Linked DNA regions of Dromaius novaehollandiae: regions 2 and 3 are each linked to region 1. Evidence: chromatin contacts called from public Hi-C data. All regions are on one chromosome and are shown on one strand. Each heading gives the region's core, a stretch centred on a gene start, on an enhancer-like site or on the middle of the called end of the contact. The rest is flanking DNA. Distances are from core to core; before and after follow the strand shown.

What was found. Hi-C and Micro-C count contacts between places; a contact is called where the count stands out from the background.
Region 2: a contact with region 1 is called in a Hi-C map of brain, with 4 times the contacts expected there. The contact joins the enhancer-like site here to the promoter of ACMSD in region 1. A contact is called at or near these places in 2 of 4 Hi-C or Micro-C datasets (brain and ovary).
Region 3: a Hi-C map of brain shows a contact between it and region 1, with 2.7 times the contacts expected there. The contact joins the enhancer-like site here to the promoter of ACMSD in region 1. A contact is called at or near these places in 2 of 4 Hi-C or Micro-C datasets (brain and ovary).

What each region holds. Positions count from the first base shown.
Region 1 is chr7:8,327,717-8,330,671 of bDroNov1.hap1, reverse strand. It overlaps ACMSD (aminocarboxymuconate semialdehyde decarboxylase), which reads left to right and starts at 1,422. Exons shown (of 10, transcript XM_026108749.2): 1 at 1,422-1,649. The coding sequence starts at 1,593.
Region 2 is chr7:8,633,588-8,636,542 of bDroNov1.hap1, reverse strand. No RefSeq gene overlaps it. Among named protein-coding and RNA genes, the nearest start is that of MGAT5, 30 kb to the right of the region's middle. Within about 2 kb of position 1,367, at least 1 of the 2 cell types and tissues checked has open chromatin away from gene starts, as enhancers often do.
Region 3 is chr7:8,612,172-8,615,126 of bDroNov1.hap1, reverse strand. No RefSeq gene overlaps it. Among named protein-coding and RNA genes, the nearest start is that of MGAT5, 8.7 kb to the right of the region's middle. Within about 2 kb of position 1,561, at least 1 of the 2 cell types and tissues checked has open chromatin away from gene starts, as enhancers often do.

The DNA.
Region 1 (2,955 bases), core at 173-2,672:
ATTCTGCATGTAAAAGTTTCCATCTGCTCACAACCTCCCGCTTGACAGCCAGCAAGCTAACACTACAGTGCTAGATCTTGTAATGTAGCTCTCAGATTGGGAGCAAGAGGGCAAATTTGCTGCTTAACCAGGCGGCTTGGTCAGAAAGAGACAGGTTTTGATTTGAAATGGTAATGACTGCTGTTTTCAGTCCCATGTATTTCATCTGTAAAAGTAAATTCCTGGCTGTCCTGCTTTCTTTGGGAGTACTGTCCAAAAACTTCTGCTTCCTAATTCTTTTAAACATTAAGTCTTCAGTGATCTCAGGTTGTAGATGTGCACAATATCAAGCAACCACTCAACCCTGTCACAAGTTAACTTGAAGAATAACTCCAGGTAGTTAAAGTGACCACATCAAAAGCAGACTTGCTTAATGAATGAACACGCAGGGAAATATGAGACTGCAGTTTTTTTTAATCAAGCTCAAATAAAATAATGAAGTCAGAAAAAGGATAAAACAAAATAGGCCACTTGTTTTTCAGGCTGTTTGAAAAATGTTTCACTGAAAGATTTGCTGAAATTTAAAAAAAACTACAACAGCATTTAGCTTTGAAAAATCAGCATTTTTCATTAAAAACAGGTTAATTAAGAAATGGTTAACCAGCTTTGGCAAGAGGACATCATGTGGGCAGCATGAGTTGAAAGAAAACTTTAGAGAAAATAAGTTGCAGACAAAAAAAAGCAAAAATAAAAGGCAAGGCTATCTTGAGGAATGATGTGTAATACTAAATTGAGTAAAGGGCAAAAAGTGTGGTGTCACAGAAAATCTAAGCTTGCTCCAGTTAAGCTTAATTTAGCACACAGAAACTGTGTGCTGTATTAGGCATATGTGCCACACTAGCATTAATTTACTGTGATTCTTAAGGTAATCTGAGCCAATTGCCTGCCAGATCTTGAGCCAGTTTGAGAGTCTCTGAGCAGCGGTATACACTAGCACTTGTAAACCTCCTAAAGAAACCAATGATCAGAAAGGGAGATTAAACTGCAGAGAACAGATTTGGCCACAGTTCAATATTAAATCTTTCGAAGTAACTTTGAAGAAACCATAAGAGAAGGAAAAGAGAATATATGGGGAGGCATAACTTTCTACAGAGGGTATATCGTATGCTTTCTACAATTTCAGGATCTAAGAAAGAGAAAGAAGGAAATTCAAATCAGTGAATCATTAAATTATCATTAAATCATTAAAACTTTTAACTCAGTATTATTGAACAATGTTCAGCTGTAAACCAGCTTGCATTTTAGAATCTAGGTAACAAAAAATCCCTTCATTTTACTAATATAAACATACATTTTCTCCTTACTCTCAGTCAGATGTAGTTTATGCATTAACAGGGACTTTCTGCTAGAAGCTTTTGTTCTTTCATAGAGCCACTCCTCTGGGATTTTGGCTCCCTGATAGGTTACTGTACTTGGTTGTCCTGATAAGATAGCAGGTGAATCTGAACAGCAGCCTAAGTTATTGACCTGCTGAACCAGGGACTGGAAGGGTAGTAGCGCTTATGTAGAAAACATTTCCTTTGAAAGTGTGCTTCTCCTTTGTTACTTCAAAAATGAAAATTGATATTCATAGCCACATTCTACCTAAGGAATGGCCTGATCTAAAAAAGGTAATATGACTTTGGATATTCAGTGACTTATTTTATCAGCAACCATTATTATTGATGTAGTTCTTGAAAAATTAGTGAATGAAGGTTTCTGTAATAAATATCTATTTTCAATAGGTTTTTGTTTAATTTGATTTTTTTTCACATATAAGATATCTGTATTACATTACTTTGCAAAGCAAAACTTCCAGTAAGAAAGGGATGGAAAACTGGGCTCTGTTCATTGTCAAATGATGAGGTATAAATTCCATTTTCTTGATGAAACCATTGATAGGGGTTATCTTCATAACTATCAAGGGCTGTCAGGTGTCCAGATGGTATTCACTTTTGTTTTAAACACATATAAAAGGAGAAATAAACAAATGTTAGACAAGATTAATATTGCCTAAGACAAAAGTAATTCATATCTTACAGCCACAGGCATGACGGTTGTTAACTTCAGTGAGTATGGGGTCACCTTAAGTATGGTTAACTGATGATGATGGTTGACTATTTTACTAATATCTCTTTAATATTATTTTTTCAGCTGCTGGAAGGATGTAGCATATTGCATTACGAATACAAAATCTCATTTACCTAGTCTCAGTACTGGCCAGAACACAGAAGCTATAAGTCAACTTGTCTTAACTTTGAATCTCTGCATGGTATTATTATTATAATTCAATGATATAAATGTAGTCTGGTCAAAAATAATTCTCCTATGAAAAAGTATTTGAGAATGGAAAGTGCCATTTAGGTTTTCATGTAATAAATCTAATCCTTTTCTTATTTCAGATCATCAAAAGCCATACAATCATCTGGTTCTGAATTAGTTTTTAGAGTTATAGCCTGAATAATTATAAATATATATATATATAAAGATATCTGATCACCTTTTGACTCCTAAGGGATCACATATTCAATGCTACAGAGGGTACTCAAAAAGTCACTTTAGAAAGATCACATAATAAAACTGTCTCTCACATGTATATATGTAATTATTGCATTTAAAAATTGGTTTCCCAATTCCAGTATAGCTGTTTTTTCAGACTCCTTAGTGTTTCCATTCATGTTAAAGAATTAGGCTAGAAAAGATGAGACCTGTGCTGTTGCCTTTATATATTCCCTTATTGTAATTCTGTATTGGCAGTAGTTTGAATGAACATTCCCTGGGTTTATCAGTAGTATGGAACTATTTGATTTCATTGTGCTTATCTTTGACATCAGAAGAATACCATTATTTCAGCCTTGCTCTTTGGCACCTGACATGCTAACTGGAACTCTGTTTTACATTGTACATCTATTTTACACTGTATATCGTTTCACTTTG
Region 2 (2,955 bases), core at 118-2,617, 310 kb before region 1:
ATGGAGATCATGAGAATATATTAAGTAGATAAGAAGAGATTACAACTGTTTACACAATTGGGAAGAAAAGGGGTTTCTTTCTGAAATGAGTGCTGAGCCCAGTTTTGCCTAGTATTTCAATAAAAATTGTGGTCCAAGAACAACGTGTGTCGTACTGAAGCTGCAGGTAACACGGAGTAGGGAGGTAGTGCCGATACTGAGAACAAGTTTTCATGGAAAAAGAATTGGCCAGCCCCATGGTGTAGAGTCCCAGAGATGGGATGCAATTCAGTAATGCAAAGACCTGCATATATCAACAAGCATTTTGTTACTAAAGGCTGGGCCTCTTCATTTAGGAGGAACAGCAAAGAAAACAGCCAAAGGTGTATGGCTAATGGTAAGATAACCATGTGCTGCCAAACCAGTTACCTCCAGGGATCACCAGGGCTCCTCTGTTTATTTACACTTGGAAATAGTCAAAAAGGTAGGCAAAGTTGCTGGATTTAAGCCCTCAGCCCTATCTGTTAATGTGCAAAAATGATAAACAATATCCGATTGCAAGTTTACAAACTAGAGTACCAATTGACAAGGACAGAGACAGACTAAAATCTTGATTTGAAAAACAAACTCATTTTCATATCGGGATGAATTCAAACTTTAGGAATGCTTGAGTTTAAGCCCAGATATCAAATCCAAGTTCAGAAACATTCAGATCTGATGCTAGAGTCCAGGCTTGTATTTCTAGAACTGTTTTTTTCATCTTACAAAATGAGAAACAACATGAAGTAGGACACAAAGTACATACTGCTCCATTCTTGTACTGCATGAACAGTTTACTTTATTGACTAGGCTTACAGAAGGGCAAGATTTCCTTCTCAACCCTTATTTGAGAAGCAGGCGGGTGAGTGAGTGAGCAGGAGCTGTCAAGAGCGCTACTGCATGCAGCCTTTGAACAGCCTGGGAAGGTGTGTTCATTCCTTCTCAACTGAATGCAAAGGTTGCTACTAATCTGCTTATGCTTCACTCGCATTCTCCCTGTCCTGTGAGCAGCCTTCTGGAAGGTACATCTGTATACCAGACTGTAATGTAACACTGCTCTCCCAGCCTACTCACTCTGATTTTTTTCATCCTTTTCATTAGATTTGTTCTTGAGTTCAGAAATTAGCAATAGTCTGTCCCTGTTGTGCTTACCAGAATAAGCCATGAGTAGGTTGCTATTTCCAAGCATCCCAGTATAAACTAAAAGTAAACAGGAGGATTATAACAACTGTTCAGGGATTTTCCTCTCCCTCTCAAGTGTATTTACACTGCAGTACATCTGGTTACGCAGACAGGTACTACAAGTGATGAACTATAGTATATGTAGAGACTTAAGCATTGACTACGGAAAACCTGAAGCAGCTCTAGCTCAGCCTGCTACACCCATGCTGCAGGGCGTGCAGCTGGGGACAGAAGGAAGAAGGCCCCGAGATTCCAGAAATGGAGAACACTACAGCAGGATTTTTACTGCATCTGTGCCAAGTCCTGTGGCTTCAGATTACGGGCTTTTATCACGGTGGGGGTAAAGCAGAGAGAGCTAACTGAATGACTCAAGTGAGGCTTGAAGAGGCATGTGAAGTACATACCTGCATTTAACAAAACTGGTCACTAGATGTCACTGTAAAATGCGTCAAACAACAGAGGAGGAAAACATTTGTCAGCAAACATGGCCAACACCTCTCAGGAGCTCCCAACGAGGAGAGTGCATTCTGCCTTCAGATCGAGCACCAGCAAATCTCAAAGCCTTAGCCAAAAGGGTAGATGAATCCCAGGATCAGATGTTCATTAAAATATTTAGGCATTGAAGGTTCTGGGCACTGAATGCAGATCTCAAACTTGCTAGAATTTCAACATTCGAGATGTTGAGCGTTAACAGGAAACAGAACAAAACAACGTGCCAAGGATGGCTCACATGCTCCATATTAAAATGTTTGAGTTTCACTCTACATTTACAGCATGTCGTCATTGGCCATTTTGCCACGTGTATTTGATTCGAAGCACCATAAAAGGCATTGTTGGAACTGGATCTTTTTAAGTGATTAAACTTTCTCCTAGCAAGAATGCTCAGTAGCAGTTACAACATAATCACTTGTGTCACATGCACATCATGGCAAGTTATGGCAATTAAACTTTTTTCCTCCGTCCCTCCCTTGCTCCCTCCCTCCTATTCCCCTTAGAACCTGGAATCTTTAAACACCATCTAGGTAACACTGCAGCTACTTTTCTGTCTTTTCTTGCTTCTAATGAGTTTAGAAAATACTATGCCTTCTTCTACTTCTCCCTCCACACTTTAACTTCTCCTCTTTCTATAGAAGGTATGAATTACTGTTTGATTTTCCTTGCAAATCTGTTCTTCCTGTTTCCCCACCAATTGTTGAAGAGGCTCTGTTCTTATGAAAATGCATTTGTTTCTCCATCCCTTCTCATGCATGCCGACTACTCAAATAATGGCTGATAGTTTCTCTGCCAGACCTTCCTCCTTGTTGGCTGCTCTCATTCAACTACTTCAAACATCCAGAAATTGCCTTACCCATGTGATCACTACTGTACAGGCAGTTCCAACATCTCAGCACACTAATACTGATACTCCTTTCACAGCAGCAAGAATCAGGAGGAAATCCCTGGCTGTGCTGCAATCAAAAGTAAAATTCCCATTGGTCTCAGCAATACTAGGACTTCTTCTAGACACACACCACTGGAAAAGAATGGAACAAGGGCTTCCATTTCTGGATCTGTCTAAATTATTTAACAAAATCATCTGCAATAATTCTGACTAGTTAATTGTGACTTAGCTGCTCATTCATAGTGAATTTAATGAATGAATAGTTTTGTGATTCCTGATCTGTGATTGTATTTTTGACAGGTCTCATGTTACAAAAACACACTGTTCTATTTCCATGATGAAATAATCATTCTCTATATAAATTTGAATATATC
Region 3 (2,955 bases), core at 312-2,811, 280 kb before region 1:
CTGTTTGTACTTCCTATTGGATAACAGAGATATGCAATTCACTCTCTCCTATGATCCAGAAAAACTAGAATTTCACAGTTGCAGAAAGTAAATGTAACTGATACAGCTTTGGCCTTTGAGCTGTCTATCTGTCTATACATTACTTGGGTGAAATGATAAAGATGGGTTGTTATTTTTCACATTTGTAGGTTTATTCTGTATTTTTTGTAAAAGAAGTACAATTCCAAGCAAGTAAAAGCTCCCTCAGGTTCCAGTTAAAGCTCTGTTCATTTAAATTGGTTGTCTGATGCAGAAAATATTTTCCCTTAATGAATGGAAGCCCATGCTTTCTGACTTCCCAGCACAAGACTTCTCTCGTAGCAGCTGTAAATGCTTCTACTATGTCTTCTTTCCCTCCAGCATTATAGGCTGGCATATACACAAGGTCAAGTGACTTGGTGCAAACCCAATGGATGCATTTACCACTATGTAGCATATTATTTTAAGAGACCTTGTACAGAATTCTTCCTTTCTCATAAGAATTTAACTTCAAATATGTTTTGTCATGCATAACACGTTCCTTTTCAAGAAAAATATCTCAGAGAAAGTCTGCTTGCTAAGTTTAAAATGCTTTAGTTTGTACAGTCCATTTCCATAAAGCCATAAATGTTTATTATTTTATTACTTTTTTACTATATATTGTTTTATATATCTGCAGAAAAGAAACAGTCCTTTGTTAAAAGATCTTCAGCACTCAGTGGAGTATTATTTAAGTAACAGAAGAGAATTGGAAGGGCAAGGTAAAAGATGAAAGGCAGTCACAGGAGAGAGAAGTCGTCGTATTTCTTCTAGTAAGTAGTGAAGATAGATACATTTTTAATTTGATAAATTCTTGCAAGAATCAATTCAGGAACTCCTTCATACTTTTTCAATTCTAAATGTGTTAGGAGAACATTCATTTTGGGCAAAACTTTGCAGAGTCAAGCATTCCACTCGGAAAACTGTAAAAGTAAAGGTGCTTTTTCTCTTCTTGCAGTGGGAAACCTATTCATAGACTTTCAATTTTCAGGAGTGTTCAGTAAGAAGATGAGGAAACTCAGAGGTCAATGACATTCCAGACGAATGAGTGCTCCTCTAAGATTTTACAGTGCTTGAAAGATTGCACAGATAGTCTCTGTTGTACAAATTTGGCAGGATTATGGATTGGAAAATGTCAGCATTCCAGAGAACTGCAAGCATCTAAAAGAGTCTCACCAATGTCAGATAAAAATTTTGTGGCACCTCTGTAGCTAACAGTTTCAAGTCACTTTTAGGCAGATGCCATTTAGGGTCATTATAAAAATTTGGTTGTTATCATTTAGCAACTTTAACTCCACAAGTGCCTTCACTGTCCACCATGCAGTGCAAACACATGCTCAATGTCCTCCAAACTTTAGCCAACCTGGATTTGCGTGTGCGTGTGTGTGTGTGTGTGTGTGTGTGTGTGTGTGTGTGAACTCAAAACAACAATATGCTCAGCCTGAAATTTGCTGACTATGGGTTTCTCAGCCTTTTAGACTTTGAAATTTGAGCTAAGGGGACCTGCTGGCTCTGCTGAACTAACAGGAAGCCTACAGGCATGCTCTCATATGTGGCAATTCTTCAGTCAGGCACCCTGTCTTTATTACCTATCTCATATTTAACAGAGAAGATCTACTGCAATAATTTCCCAGTGTTTGAAAGTATTCCAGGCTTTCTGACATGGAATACATTACAGAGATTGACCTGAACCAGTACCCTAGATAAAATGTCCTTCTTTTGGGGGGCACAGGGGAAAAGGTTGTTCAAAGCTGCCAATCAAAATTCCTCAGTTTGTTTCTCATAATAACAGGAGTTTCATGCACCTCCTCTTGAAGCAAGTCTGTTTTGTCACTGTTCACAAATTGTCAAAAACATCAGTTTCCTTTCATGAAGTTTTAGAATCAGTTGTTTTTACCTTTATAAAGCAGTGTCCAGGTCAGTGTTTTCTATATATCAAACCCCTCCCATTTTCAAACTTTAACTGCCAAAATAGTGACAAGAGCTCCCTTATAAGTACATAGGAAGTAAACTAAATCTATTTTAACACCCTAGTTTAATGATTCCCATAAGTGAAATATCATCTGGGTACTTGAGAGAGAAAAGATGTCATTGTCAGTGATGGGATATGCAATGTGTTTTCTTTGCTTTTGTACGGTAATGCATTTAGCATTAGTGAAGAGTGAACTTGATAAGACACATTCTGAATCTAAATATCCTTTCTGAGTTTCAAATGGACAAGCTGGTAATTTTTTAAGAAAAAAAATCACTTAAGAATAATTACAGGTACATACAACAGTACTGTACAGATCATGAAGTCTGTCAAAAGTTCTGGAGATTTATAGGAACTAGGATATTGTGTGGTCTTTTAAAGCACTCAGGCCTGATCCTGAAACCTCAATTTATATACAAGTCAAATGCTAAAATCAGATTCAAAAATAAGGTTTATTTGGCGCCTGATCCTGAAACCTCAATTTATATACAAGTCAAATGCTAAAATCAGATTCAAAAATAAGGTTTATTTGGCTCCTAATATTTGTTTTGGATATCAAATAACAGAAATAAAGATACATTTAACATTTAAGGCTAGAAAAGAATTAATTTTCTTTTGTTGTTGTTGTTGCTGTTGTTGTTGCTTTGGTGTTGCAGTCCCTTGTTACACTAGGGATTATGTAGCAGGGATGTAGTTAGATACTTTCTATTCCAAACTCATCTCTCCATTACACTGGCTGCAACCACACAATAGCACTCAGGGTGCACATTAGTTAAAAAGGAGAAATTCAGTTCCTCAGTGCCAAGATTTTCCAGATTTTTTCTATGAGGTACAGTATGATAACGACAAATTATCAGGGATACACTGGGGGTAAAGGCATGGATAGAGACAAAGCTCATCTTGGACACAAGACATGAAAATTCCCA